Linked DNA regions of Mus musculus: regions 1, 2, 4 and 5 are each linked to region 3. Evidence: chromatin contacts called from public Hi-C and HiChIP or PLAC-seq data. All regions are on one chromosome and are shown on one strand. The core of a region is the stretch at or near the end of the contact, and the rest is flanking DNA. Distances in the headings are between cores, read along the strand shown.

What was found. Hi-C and Micro-C count contacts between places; a contact is called where the count stands out from the background. HiChIP or PLAC-seq counts read pairs in DNA pulled down with a chosen protein or histone mark.
Region 1: a Hi-C map of liver shows a contact between it and region 3, with 2.6 times the contacts expected there. The contact joins two enhancer-like sites. A contact is called at or near these places in 2 of 15 datasets of contacts at CTCF or cohesin (large pre-B cells and pro-B cells), 7 of 484 Hi-C or Micro-C datasets (cerebral cortex, granulosa cells, liver and 1 more) and 6 of 115 datasets of contacts at active chromatin or transcription factors (cardiomyocytes, embryonic stem cells, fibro-adipogenic progenitors and 2 more).
Region 2: a contact with region 3 is called in a Hi-C map of uterus, with 4 times the contacts expected there. The contact joins two enhancer-like sites. A contact is called at or near these places in 8 of 484 Hi-C or Micro-C datasets (adipose-derived mesenchymal stem cells, bone marrow-derived macrophages, cranial neural crest and 3 more) and 5 of 115 datasets of contacts at active chromatin or transcription factors (double positive thymocytes, embryonic basal ganglia, embryonic stem cells and 1 more).
Region 4: a contact with region 3 is called in an H3K27ac HiChIP or PLAC-seq map of oligodendrocyte precursor cells, with 13 times the contacts expected there. The contact joins two enhancer-like sites. A contact is called at or near these places in 1 of 15 datasets of contacts at CTCF or cohesin (large pre-B cells), 14 of 484 Hi-C or Micro-C datasets (bone marrow-derived macrophages, cerebral cortex, cortical glia and 6 more) and 22 of 115 datasets of contacts at active chromatin or transcription factors (astrocytes, craniofacial prominence, double positive thymocytes and 13 more).
Region 5: a contact with region 3 is called in a Hi-C map of uterus, with 3 times the contacts expected there. The contact joins two enhancer-like sites. A contact is called at or near these places in 4 of 484 Hi-C or Micro-C datasets (the HPC-5 cell line, bone marrow-derived macrophages, epidermal suprabasal cells and 1 more) and 6 of 115 datasets of contacts at active chromatin or transcription factors (cardiomyocytes, embryonic basal ganglia, embryonic stem cells and 2 more).

Annotation. Positions count from the first base shown.
Region 1 is chr13:102,022,452-102,025,151 of GRCm38.p6, forward strand. No RefSeq gene overlaps it. Among named protein-coding and RNA genes, the nearest start is that of Gm41044, 9.5 kb to the left of the region's middle. Within about 2 kb of position 1,335, at least 13 of the 459 cell types and tissues checked have an H3K27ac peak or open chromatin away from gene starts, as enhancers often do. A contact at or near this core is called in liver, where this site is marked.
Region 2 is chr13:101,878,361-101,881,060 of GRCm38.p6, forward strand. No RefSeq gene overlaps it. Among named protein-coding and RNA genes, the nearest start is that of Pik3r1, 110 kb to the left of the region's middle. Within about 2 kb of position 1,416, at least 41 of the 459 cell types and tissues checked have an H3K27ac peak or open chromatin away from gene starts, as enhancers often do. A contact at or near this core is called in uterus, where this site is marked.
Region 3 is chr13:102,645,190-102,647,889 of GRCm38.p6, forward strand. No RefSeq gene overlaps it. Among named protein-coding and RNA genes, the nearest start is that of Gm41046, 20 kb to the right of the region's middle. Within about 2 kb of position 1,367, at least 64 of the 459 cell types and tissues checked have an H3K27ac peak or open chromatin away from gene starts, as enhancers often do. A contact at or near this core is called in forebrain, liver, microglia and 4 more, where this site is marked.
Region 4 is chr13:101,800,116-101,802,815 of GRCm38.p6, forward strand. No RefSeq gene overlaps it. Among named protein-coding and RNA genes, the nearest start is that of Pik3r1, 33 kb to the left of the region's middle. Within about 2 kb of position 1,321, at least 186 of the 459 cell types and tissues checked have an H3K27ac peak or open chromatin away from gene starts, as enhancers often do. A contact at or near this core is called in forebrain, microglia, muscle stem cells and 3 more, where this site is marked.
Region 5 is chr13:101,843,664-101,846,363 of GRCm38.p6, forward strand. No RefSeq gene overlaps it. Among named protein-coding and RNA genes, the nearest start is that of Pik3r1, 77 kb to the left of the region's middle. Within about 2 kb of position 1,373, at least 14 of the 459 cell types and tissues checked have an H3K27ac peak or open chromatin away from gene starts, as enhancers often do. A contact at or near this core is called in uterus, where this site is marked.

The sequences.
Region 1 (2,700 bases), core at 85-2,584, 620 kb before region 3:
ATAGATTTTGGGGTGGAGCCAACTCAGAGGCCTGGATCTGAACCTGGGTGGTGACTTAGCTGGCTGGTCAGAATACCAGCTCTTCTTTATCTGCACCACCAGGTCAAGCTCTCCAGCACTGCTCTGGTAAGACCATCCACTGCCACCATCAGCAGGAGACAGGGGCAGTTCTTCCTGCTTTCATGTGCTGGCTGCTGACTCATCACCTAGACAGCTCCACTGAGATGCCCAGTCAAGGCACAGGGCTCGGGGTGGGCACTCTCTCATGTGCTGAAGCCTGACAGGGGCTGGGCCATCTCTACTGTTCTCACTCCCTCATGGCCGGCTCACCTTTGCCTTCGCTGTCAAAGCCAGCTCCCCTGTGCTGCCCAGGCACGGTGTGGGACCCTCTTTCCTGAGTGGGGCATTAGGTGTCTCTTTGTCCATTGCTGGGCGGGGGTGAGGGATTGTCATTCACATATCTTTAATCTCCAATGCAACAGGATTTAGAAAGCAGAACTTTAGGCTGTGATCTAATCAGAACAAACTTTGCCTTCACAAATAGATCAATGTCATTGTCATTTACCCCTCTTGTCCTATTGCTCTGTCATGAATTAATATAGTAAAAACAATTTACATGTTTTTGTATTTTTGTACCATTTTTTTAACTTTTGTACCATTTTGTATATTTGTACCATGTTTTTATATTTTCTAGCCTTCAGGGGTAGAAGTCAATTGATTCATTTAAAAAAGTAAAATAGGGGGTGGGTGGGTATGGGGGACTTTTGGTATAGCATTGGAAATGTGAATGAGCTAAATACCTAATAAAAAATGGAAAAAATGGAAAAAAAAAGATTACCATTCAAACTAGAAAAAAAAAAGTAAAATAAAATGTTTTGGCTCATATAATTTGTCACATAATAAGGACCATGGTCCTATGTCAATTATTTTGATGATGGGAGTTACAGTAAATGCAGTTTTTAGAATTTTTAATGACTGAATAAGTGGATACCAAAGAATCCAAAGAATGATCATTTTTATGTGGGGGAGCTGCAGGGCAGAGGGGATGTAGGTAATAGGTCCTTTATTAACTCTTTTCAATTAAAATTTTCTGCAAAAGGTGGAATCTTTCAAATACTCTGAAGAAAATACAAAGGCAAGAGTTCTAAGAACAGGATCGGCACCTGGTGTTTATTTACCCATGTAAGACAAAGCTTGCACAGCCAGGAAAATCTCAGAAGACTAAGGGAGTGGAGGAGGTGACTTTCTGGGAAGTAGCTTAGATCAGTAAGGAACATAGGCTTCCCAGATAGGAAGGCTGTGAGTTCAAAGTTCTGTCCTTCCACACACTGGCTGTGTGACTTTGGCCAAGTTCCCTGTTCATTCCCACCCTCTTGCTCTGGCCAGAGGGAAGGCTCAGTGGACAAAGGTTCATATTGCCTAATGACCTCAGTTCAGTTCCTGGGACCAAAGTGCAAGGAGAATATCAACTTCTGCAAGTTGTCCCTCTGAATATGCACACAAACACCAGCTTACACATATGAACAAGGAATTACTGCGGGAACTTTTTTTGGGATAATTTTTATAAATGATTTCACTGCTCTTCTGTGAGATGGCGACAGAGATGTCTATGTTTCCACAAACTCTTAGCTATGCAGGTGTCCCACAGTTCATTATGGGATATATAGATGTGATACAAAAATAGGCAGGGGACAAAGGTTGGACCATACTGGCCAAGGTTGCTCACTGTGTTTAACCTAAGATTGTTGGACTCAATGGTAGTAAGCATAGAGGTGAATTTAGGCCCTAACTTGTCTCTGCTTTATGCTTTCAGCATTAATATCATTACTCCATTTTCGATTAAATTGCAAATTTCCCTAGGTCAGAAGCAATGTTGTATAATCTTGATTCCTATGCCTGACATCCACCAAATGATTTCCTGTTATTAAGGAGAGTAAAATGGGGACACGGTGCAATTTGCCAGAACTCTCTGCAGAAAAATGATCGTCTGAATGAGCAGTCACGGGAGATGGGGAAGGCATCAAGGGTAGAATGAGGGTGGTAACAGAGTTAGAAGAGGTGACAGGTAAAAGTATGAGAAATCCGCAGGCCTAGATAGGAGGGTGTCTCTAGTTCTGGCAACATGGTCACACCAACACACCTTCAGAACAGAAGTGTCCTATTGGGTAGTGGGGTTGGATGATTTAGAGTAAATGTAACTAGATCTATCTCTGTTTCAAGAAGAGCAAGTCATTGCCCTCCTGTTGAGATATATATATCTCACTTTAGGAAGCACAGGTACAATGCTGTAGCAGGAATGGTGGGCCGCCTCTTTAAACACTGGGCGGCGCACCTGCAAAAGCATCTCCTGCAGGAGGACCCAAGGATTGCTGGTGTAGACAATGCCAACCAATAAGGAACTGCTGTTTAGAAGAGATGCTTTCTTGGGACCAATGAGGTGGGAGGGTATGAAAGGAGCTTGCAGCAGTGTTCAGGGAGTTTGCTCCATTGTTTCTCACCTGCTTCTGAAGTCTGCATCGTTCACTCTGCTCCACCTCACCTCTAACCCCCAAGGGCAGGTAGGGTCGGGCAGGGAGTAGTCCAGGGCACAGGCAACACAACGCTGCTCTTTAAGCAAGTTTAGAGTTTCAGTGAAATCCTAGAAATGAGCCCATATTCAGACTACTTAGAATCTGGAAATAAAACTCATAGGTATAACCC
Region 2 (2,700 bases), core at 166-2,665, 770 kb before region 3:
CTGGGGATTTCACCCTCTGCATCAGAGTGAAAAGATTCTCTCAACAGTCATGTTCACTTGCATCAGAATGTGACTTCAAGAACAGAATCTTTACTGAGTACATTTACATAAGATGCTATATTGGCTCAAGACACTGCTATTGTCCTTATGAAAAGAGGAAAGGACAGAAACACAGACAAGAGACACAAAGACAAAACAAACAACAACATCCCACGTGAAGATGGGGCAGACATTACAGTGAGGCAGACTCAACCCTGGTCAGCCAACGGTTGCTGACAAATACCAGAGACCAGAAGAAGCCTCCAGAAGGAACACGGTATGGCTGACTGCTCTTGTAGCTGGGCTTGGTGCCTCCCAAGCAGTGATAGAATAAATTCTGCCATTTAATGCTATCGGGTACATGGGGCTTTGTTTTCAAAGCGCTACCAAAGGCAAAGACAAATTTTAGTACCCGGAGGGACTTTATGTTTATCGTTGCAATCCTGTATCTTCAATTTTCCTTCTTGAGACCTTTTATTTCTGTGATCATTCTGCATTTCACTTCACCTACCCTTGCCTTCATTTGAGAACCAGACCAAGTACAGATACACCAGACAAAGCTTTACCAATTTGCCAATATGCTGTATCCCCACCCTGTGTTAGTCCATTCTTACTCAGCTTAAGCTCTTAAGTAACTATATCACATGCATCCATAGCAGCTTGGGGATGGCTATTCTAGGCTTTCCTTAGTTTAGCAGGCTAACCCATCTGATCCCTTCATGTTGCCTCTACCCAGACAACCCCTACTCCAAGTCTTTATTCTGTTATTTTCCTCTTGACATCTAGAGCCCCTTGGGAAACCCTTCTCTCTGCTCCAATGAAGTCAGTTGAGCTTTTAAAGAGCAAAACCAGTCCTTTCTCCTGTGGGAATATTTTCCCATCATTTCCCCAAAACATTTATAATTTTGTTTTCCTTAGCTCCTTTTTTTTGCTGTGTAACAACCACCACACTTACATCTTTGCATTCACTAATGATCATGTGACATTTTTCACCCTCCGTGACGTGATTTTTATGATGTTTAGTACCAAAGACGATGCCTTTACCCTTCTTTATATGGTCTCACGAGTACTGAGCCCAGCGATAAGAACCCATTAAGACTTAACTAAATTCATGTCTGAAAATGACAGAGCAGTCATGGGTTACTCAGCACAGATAGCCAGTGGTTTTCAGTGGGAGACAATGTATCCAATCAGCCAGAATTCTCCAAGGAGGTCACTAAGCATGTGGACATAATTTCTCTAACCTTTCAAAAACGTCTTGACAAACGTCCACACCAGAGGTTATTTAAAAATAAAAATGAGTCACAATGAGATTGTGGGGAATGTTTTGTCATGGTTAGGAAGCTGGCTTTGGGCTCGGAAACAGCCCAAACCAACTGCTCTTGTAACAGATTCCATATGTTCGCAACCTTCTGCCTGAAGAAGAGAGGGCTACTTTCTAAATGGGAAGTTCATACGTGGGGGGAACCCCCAAAAGATACACAACTCAGTTTTTATTAGCATGTTTCGAAAGAGAGAACTTGTCAAATCATCCCCGGAATGCCAAGTCAAGAGCGACCTTGACATTGGCCTGGGCCATCTTTGGGAGGATACATGTCATCAGAGAAGTGACTGATGAGCCTGGACACTGGCAGTGGTTAGAGAGCATGAGAGAAGACTCATCAGTGTGACTCAGAAGGTGAGGAGTTCCGAGGTAGCCACTGGGCAAGGGACCCAGGCACTCAGTTATCAGCCACAATGTTAAAATACTTGATAAACAACTTGATAAACACATCTTTAGAAGAAAGGCTAGAGGCTGCCCGGACCATGAAGTAAGACTTGCCTCAGCAGCTCCAGTCGCTTCCCAGTTCTCCTTGGAAATTCAGTTAAAGCTGGAAGTTACCATTACAAAACTATTAACTGCAGTTAACACCCCCACACCTCCAGCTATTGGCGGTTAATCTATCACATGTTTTGGTTTTTCATTGCATCTTAAGAAGTATTAGCATTCCAAATGGACTGCTACTTGGGAAAGGGTGGGTGTGGGTTGGGGGGAGTTCATATTAGAAAGGCTGCCCATTGCTGTGGGGAGAAAAGTAGTCTTGGAAAGAAGAGAACATGAACACAACCCACATGATCATAGGTCATAGGAGAAAAGCCTAACAGGTCTCTGAAGAAAACAAAATGGCTTCTAGATCCGTTCTGAGAGTGTGCGCTAATACAGGGTTCCTGGGATCACCAATCCTCTGTAAACAGGGCTGGCAGTCAAGGTATGGACAGCTGTGGGTGGTGTGGTGCAACCTTTCAGTTGTATATTTTACAACTGCATGTTTCAAGTCTGGAAACTTCGGTAACAAGCAATCACAGCGAATGTGTGAATTTCAACCTCTACCCTTTCATCTTCCTCTAAAAAGGGGGATTTAAACAGACACGGAGTAGGTGCAAAGCTAGTCTCATTTTAGGTGTCAGCCCATCTGCTTGGGAAACCAAGATTAGAACAGTTCACAGGAAAATCATGTATTGAATTAAGCAGATAACAGTGATTCTCTGGTTTAGCAACCCAAATACATAAAGCAGAGACATGCAGGATTTAACCCAAACAAAGATTACTCTGAAAGGAAATGCAGATCTTATTTCATGTACACACACACACACACACACACACACACATATATATATATA
Region 3 (2,700 bases), core at 117-2,616:
TTGCCAGTGATGCTACTGAGAATAATGACCCAATTCAAACAAAATAGACCATTAAAAATTTTTATGAAAATGTCCTAATGTAGTACCTGCACACTTAGGGATATGCCCCTCAATCAAGGGACTGCGGAGAGGGGTGTGCTAAAACCCCATGGGCACAGGAGAAATGTTGAGGCGGGCTTTAACTGAGAGCATTCTGGCTAAACTTCCCTTACATCTGCCGTGGTTTTCAGGGCTGGCGCTGGTCTGAAATTCAGAGAGCTCAGCAGGACAGGCAACTGATTCCAAGGCACAACGATGGGAATATTAAAGCCATTGATATTCTCCACACGGCAGCAGGAGCCACAGCCAGGTGCTAAAGGAATTGGTGGTTTATGAAGAAATAATCAAATATTCTTTCCTTCCCTTCTCTTTTTTTTGTTTTGTTTTGTTTTGTTTTTTGTTTTTTTGTTTTTTGTTTTGCTTTTTTTTTCCAGCCTCACACCAGACCCAGCCTTCTTATCTCCAGGGAGAAGAGTGCCACTCTGTAAAAATAATAGAACTCTTCCCCCCATGTCTCCCAAAACCACTTCAATTCTGAAGGCTTCATTACACTCGAAGAAACTCCGGTCCAATGACAGGTGTGGACTGTCAAGCTTTGAGGTAGGTAATCATGGAATAGAGTTTTTAAGATTTAGATAACTAAATCCACTGAAGGCTCCATCCACCTTTGTAAGTCGTTGACTCTCAGAAATTTGAAACAGGCCGGGAGGTAAATTTGCATGGTAGAAACAAAAGAGGAGAGGATACCTGGGGGTGACATTAACAAGAAAGGACCCGGTCCCTGGGCTACTTAAGAGCACCAAGGCTGCTCAAGGACCTTCCCTGAGTGGAGGCCTTGGAAAAGGTGACCTAATTTAAAGGGCGAGCTGAGATTCACACATAACTTTGTGCATGCATGCGTGCACATAAGCTCAAGGATAAACATCCAGCCCCGTTGGCATAGACATCGGGTTTCGCCTCAGCTCCTAGATTTGACCTCTGTGAAAGACAATGGCTTCTGACTTTCTCAAACGTCAACAAGAAATCCGCAAAGAAGGCATAGGGGTCAAGGACTCGAAAGTCGCATTTGTAGACAGTGTCACAACAGTGTCGCCCTGACAGAGCGGCTGAGGATAAAACTCTTATGTGTTTGAACCTGGAGAGGATGAGGTAACTGGATGGGCCACAGGAAGTCCCAAGTGGGCCACGGAAATTGACAAACCCCCATGTGTCATCCCACAAGTGAAGGTTCTGGAAGTTTTCCAAGTCTGCCAGTGATCCCAGCTGACCTTTCTCAGTCTGGCAGACTCGGGGCCAGACTGTGGAGAAAATGACTGAGAAGCAAATTCCTGCTGCTTCCTGGTGAGCCCGCTTCACTTTCCAGTAAGTCCCCAGTGGTATAATTGTTCCTTTATCTGCACAGGAAGAGAATTGTCGATTCCTTCTGGAAACTAGAGAGGGCCTGCCCACTCTCCTGGATGCTGGCTCAGAGTCTGTGCATAGGCAGACCTGGAAGGAAGCCCGGTCCTGCGGGGACCACCATGTCATAGTAGCTCTCAGCATCAGGCTGGATGGGGACTTTAATTCTCTAAGATTCAAAGGCCTCGTTGATGATCACCAAGCAGAACTTGCTGTATGTTACTATGAAACTTGGACCAACAAAGGGTGACCCACTGGCCAAAGCCAGGCCCTCTCCTGTGTTTATGACCGCGTCTTTTCAGAAGCATATCCCCGCTCGTTCACATTAGTCCCCTGTACACCAACTCCCCTCCATGGCAGAGGTGAGGAGCTGCACCAGAGCTCCCATGTCTGCCCAGCCCGGATTGCTCACTGCCTGGGCCTTCACATGAGAAAAGCTCACTGACTCCAGTTCAGCAGAAAGGCCGTTCTGGTAAGGCAGTGTAGTATCTGGAAAGACCCTGAGAAGGGACTCAAAGGCCTGAACTCAGGCTCTGCCTCTATCAGAAACCAGCAGGTGAATGACTGAATACCTTTCCAGGGGCACGGGATGTAAAAAAAAAAAAAAAAAAAAAAAAAAAATGTGATCTCCATCTCCAGTGCCAAACTGGTTACCCAATACTTTTTGTTTCCAAAAGCTTTTTTTCCTATTTGTGACCCAAGGACTATGATATTTGAGGTTATTACATTGGTATTGACACCTTGTAAAAAATAAATAAATATGGGAATACAGAGATAGAGAGTTCCTTGGTTTAAAGCACTATCTGCTCTTTGAGAAAACCCAAGTTTGGTTTCTAGCATCCATCGAAGTAGAGTACCCTACAACCATCTATAACTCCAGCCTCAGGGGGGTCTGACACCCTTGCTGGCCTCCACATGTACATGTGTGTGCAGACACACACACATAGACACATAAATTTAAAAAAAAAAAAACATTTTAAAGAAAGACTAGAAACACTCATTTAGGTCCCCACACAGATGCATCCCAAAGTACTCAGAGCCCACTGATACACCCACACTTCCTGCATTGCCCCTCTACAGAAGAGACATGTGTCTTCTGGGGCCTCACCATCTGTGGAGCAATGATCAAAACATTACTATTCAGTTACTCTCTAAGCACAGCTGTAGAATCACGGAGACGTGTTTTTACAAAACCAAGCAATTGTCTGAGTCTGTCTCCCAACCGAAGAACGGGGAAAGTCTAATTCACAGAACAATTCCTAC
Region 4 (2,700 bases), core at 71-2,570, 850 kb before region 3:
TTCTCTTCTCTTCCTTCACAGCCAGTACCAGCTCTAGGTGGACCAGGTGCTCCAAATGCACTGCCGGTGGTCCTCCTGCTTTGTCAATGTCCCTTCCGAGATCTGCCCCTTTGTGACTTTCACTGCATCCTTCTGCATTTCGACTCGAAAGCTCTTCACTGTGGAATAAAGACTCTGTCGGCTGGTGCAAGGTGCCAGCGGACAGCATATGCCTGTGTGAATTGAATCATTTCTCCAGCACTCTGGTTTCCAGCTTTGTCTCTCATTTGCATGGTGTGTCCCATGTTCGTTTCATTTCCCTTCGGATTACATATGCAGGTGAGAAGGTGTCATTTCACCGCTGTATCTGTACTTTCCAAATGCTGTGCGGAAACCCGCTATGATTCTGCAGTTATTCTGAAGACAGTGGTGTGTTTCCAGGGCAGATACATTTCCTGACGTTGATAGCTATGAGTAGTTCATTCTAGGTTTTAAGTCCAACCTGGTATAAGCAAACTCTATTCAGGAGGTTTTTTATTTTCTTGTGTGAAGCATAACTCTACTCATTATGAATTATTGTTTTAAGAATACTAATGGCATAGGGATTGGTCACCAGAAACCAGAAGAGCATGATACAAAGACGTTTCACTTAGGAAAGTTAACTTTTTTCCTTTTTCAGTGTATGTTTAAAGATTTAAAATAACTGCATAAAAATATAAGCACATCCTAACTTAACGGCGCAAACTTTAAAAAGAAAAGCTCTGTCACAGATTGTTGCTTGGAAAGGCAGAGTGCAAAGGGCCTTTTTTTCATTGCAATATTTTCAAGTGAAAACGTTCTAACTCACTAGCAGAGAGAGTGACTGCTGGATTTTAAAGGCATATATATGGTCACGCTTGGTGCTAGGGATGGATAAATGCTGCAGCTAGCTATCCATCAGCGAGCTTAGCCAGTGGGCCACACTTCCCATCCATCCTTCTCCCTTCCCCGCAGCCCTTTAAGAGAATCCCAGAATCCTTTCATTCATTCGCATCTGCTTTATTTCATACAGTGTGGGGATTCTCCTTTGGGAGACCTTACAAATCCCCGAACGTTTTACACATCCGCAAATAGAGTAAGGCTTCTCCAATACATTCCCTTCAATCCTACCAGGAACAAAATCCCACTGGTCTCCATAGCAGACATCTATCACACGCACACACACACACACACACACACACACACACACACACACACACACACACACACACACAACACACACACACACAGCAAGCCAAAGGCGATGCTATTTACTCAACTTCCTTCTGCGCGGCCAGTCAGGGAACAGGCTGCAGCATTCAGGATAAAGCCGGCCCTGGCCGGCCCTGGCAGCCCGAAAGCCACCCCATTGTGATTCAAGATTCGGGGTGTAAACAAATGCAGCGTTAACAATCAGCAGTTTGCATTTAATGCTTTATAGCCGTGACTGCGCTGGGAAGAACACAGTAGTGTCTTCTTCGCTGGAACTGCAGTCGGGGCTTTATTTAGTTTTTGGGCAAGCGGCACCGGCAGCTGCAGGCGCTCAATGGGCGCTTTCTAGTCGGCGTGGGCCGCGGGCGCGTTGCCGGGAGCCGAGGGTCCGCCGGGCGGGCGGCGGGGGCAGGAGGAAGCGGCCGCCGAGCCTGCATCCCGTCTCCGTGACAGGTGCTGAGGAACAAGAAGAGAAAGGAGCCCTCCTACCCGTCCCCTCCGCCCCCCCCCCCCCCAGCCTGGGGCTGGGATCTGACACTGTCTAACTGTCCTGGGTTATTGTTATTATTGTATTATTATTTATTTATTAATTATTGCATTCTTGTTTCAAGAACAGAGAGCATTGGCGAGCACAGATGTACCCTGTGGCGTGGCCTTTCTCTGCTTGGCCAGTGATGCCCTGACTTTGCTTAATGACCAAGACTTGCTTAGATACAAACCAGAGGCTGCTGTTGGCAGAGTGCCTTCTAGATGCTTCGTGTAGTTAAATTAGGAAACATGCCGAGGAAAGAGCTGCGAGCCATGTTTCCTGTGGACCAAAGGGGATTATCTTCTCCTGATTGGGAAAGATAACTGTGTTTATTATCAAACATCGTTTACCGAGAACTTTGAGGTGCCAGGCACTGAATTTGTACTCGTTCCCTCGGTAGGTACAGCCCTTCAAAGTTTGATTGTGGCCTTTATGTTCTTTCTCTTTTAAAAGAGAAAATAACGTTTCAGAGACGTTAATCGTCCAACTTTTTACACTGCTTATAAATGTTACAGAAAGAAACCCAATCTTAGTAGGAGTATAAAAGTAACAGTCACTTTGTACGGGAAAGCTCTTAGTTAATGCCATACAGAGCCCATATTGATGCTACTTAGATGGCTGTGGCCCTAGCAGGTGACCTACCATGGGAACGCAGACTAAATTTATGATTCAGATACAAGGCACTGATCACTCTTTTCATTACAGAGGATAGTACAATTCTGGAAAATTATGCGTGCGAAAAAACCTCCTTTTCCAGTAAATATTTCTCGGCCTGGGCTTGTGAGCTTGGATGAAATGCTCCACTGCTAATAGGCCATATGATCTTACAAAGTTTTGGAAAAGATTTTTTTCAACAACAATTTGATATTTAAAGAAAAATAAAATAGTACAAAGAGCTTTTATAAACTGTCTTCCTGGTCCCTTATTCCTAACATTGTCCTTAAGGTACATCAGTCATGTAT
Region 5 (2,700 bases), core at 123-2,622, 800 kb before region 3:
CATCTGTGTATCAGGTGGTGGGAAGTTGCTTACAGAAACCCTGTGAAGAGACATGATGTTGACCTATGATAGCTCCTGTAGCAGCCATAAAAATATTACCTCGAATTTGGTGACTCATAACAATAAGGTCACATTTATCATCACAGTTTTGAAAACCAGAAGGACAAAGTGACAGTATCCTCAGGGCTATGTACCCTCTGAAGGCTCTAGGAAGAATTCTGCCCTTTGTTTTCTTTAGCTTCTGGTACTTTGGGGTGTATTATGGCTTGAGATCCTGTAACCATTCTTTGCCCAGTCTCCAGCTGTTCCAATATTCTTCAGTCCAACTTCTGTTTGTCCTCTATAAGGTTGTTAAATGGAAGGCCTACCTAGGTAATCCAGGGTGATCTCATACAAAAGTCTCTGATTTAATTACATCCAGATCATTTTCAACATAAGGTGCCATTTACAGGTTCCACAGAATAGAATATAGACATATCTTTGGCAGGACAGGGGTCACCACTCACTCTATTGCATGACCCATGGTTGGGAGAGCTGATAATAGCAGAGTTGCCTCCTCAGGGAAGATTCTGAAGTTTACTCTCACTTCCTTCATCATAAGAGGAACATTATTCACAATCATGTGTTAGAGGTCAAAGAAGGAATCGTATCCTGATAGGACCAACTCCAATTATACCTAGGAGATTTGCTCTGATTTCTTTCTGTATGTAGTGTTTTCATACATTTGAGTTAGCTCAGTATGTTAAAAATACAATTTTTTTTTACACAAAAGTCCTACATTCTGGCTCATCTCATAAAGTCAGCCCCTAAATTTCTTCTTCTCAGTAACACAGCTGGAAGATTCTCCTTATGACAAGGCTGTGACATCACTGCTTTCTACTTATCCCAGGACCATTGTACTAAGTGCTTGGCCCCTGGGAGTCTTGGCTGGGTGGTTTCTATCCTTGGGCACAGCCCAAGGGGCAGCTTATCACTTGGGACAGAAATGCAAGCAGTGGCTCTGACTCATGGAACTAAACTCTGACCATGGTTTACAAAAGTGTTTGCACAGAGGAGGATCATGTACCATTTTCGAATCACTTGATGTATTCATGGGTAGCCAAATCCATAATCCAAAGATCTCCATTCCCGTTTGTCCATGATGGAATGCACAGTTTAATATGTTTCTCTTCTCAGAACAGTTTAACTTCTTTCAAGCTTAGTCTTGTGTAAACATGATTTATAATCTGGAGTTTTCCAGCATCAACTTAGTTCCAGAAGACTTGCTTATTGCTTTTTTGGACTATGTGTTTTATCTGTTTTATAATGCCACTTATATAACATGATGAATATCTTCCTGCTGCTGTGAAAGTTCTTTTGTTGCAACTTATACGCACAGAGCTTCACTGAGCTAACGCTTCTAATATGGCTTTGCCAATATCCCTGTCCCGGGACATGTGGAGTGTGGGAATCACTTTTTAAAGTTTTTTTTTTCTTTTTAAACAGATACCCACTGCTTTTCTTTGCTCTTAAAGTTCAGATCATGCCAAGTCAAGGACAGCCTTCAGCCACAGAGCTGTGTAGAGACCTTCAACACAGAACACTAATCTACTATTCACAATCAGAGTGAGTGTTGGCAGCGAAGGATTAAGGAAGCATTGACCCCGAGGTGTTCTGTCAGAAGTATTTTACCCAGGATTAACTGTTCTTACACAGCCTTCCTCATGCCACTCTGAACTTTTTTTTTTAAAGGCATGGTTTCTGTCTAAAGCATAGAGATAATATTTCATGTGGACTATTTTAATGATGAACAAAAATCAGATTTTTATTTTATATGCTTCTTCAGATAGGATCTAGGTTGAGAGTCATGCAAACCTATGTTTTGCTATAGCTTTAGATATTGAAGAGCTACTCTGTCTGTCGTGTGTGTGTGTGTGTGTGTGTGTGTGTGTGTGTGTGTGTCTACTATATACCTGTATGTTTAAGTGCACAAAAATGCTTGTATAGAGGTCTCAAGCTGATGTTGTGTGTTTTCCTTAATTGCTTTTCTACTTATTTTTTGAGACAGGGTATCTTGAACTAACAAGACCCTGGGATCACCTGTGTCCATGACCTGCCTTCTTCCACCCGTGCTGCTGGAGTTACAGATGCAGCTGTTGCATCCAGCATATATGTGGGTGCGGTCCACAGAAAGCAACGTTTGAGGTACATATGAAGTTAGCACTTAAACATCGCAACCAGAGTAGACTCCACGGGAGGGCTAAGACTAGCGATCAAATGTGTTACAGCCCAGATGTGCCTGCTTTAGTGTGCCCATGGTGACAGTGTTTTTATAGTACACATGGTACAGAAGTGGCCACCTTTAAAATGCCTGGATGACATCTCTTCAAATCAAACTTCAGTTGCTCATGTGGGCACATCCACCCATCACACTGATGGTGCCTCTGAAGAAATTCTTTCCAAGCAATGTAAAACAAATATATTTAGTTTTGATCTTTTATTGGACGTTTGAAAGAGCTCATTGGTCAAGAGTTGTCATGGGTCTTCTGAAGACTGTGTCGAGAGTTTTCTTTGTTAACTTACTATGAGGAATGCTTACCTAAGATCTCGAAAATAGGGCCTAGATTGAGCAACAGGCAGGCAGGCAGGAGAGGGAAACTGCTGAATAGCAGAACCTCACATCCTTGACACACCTGCCATTGGTTTTGTGAATAATGAATT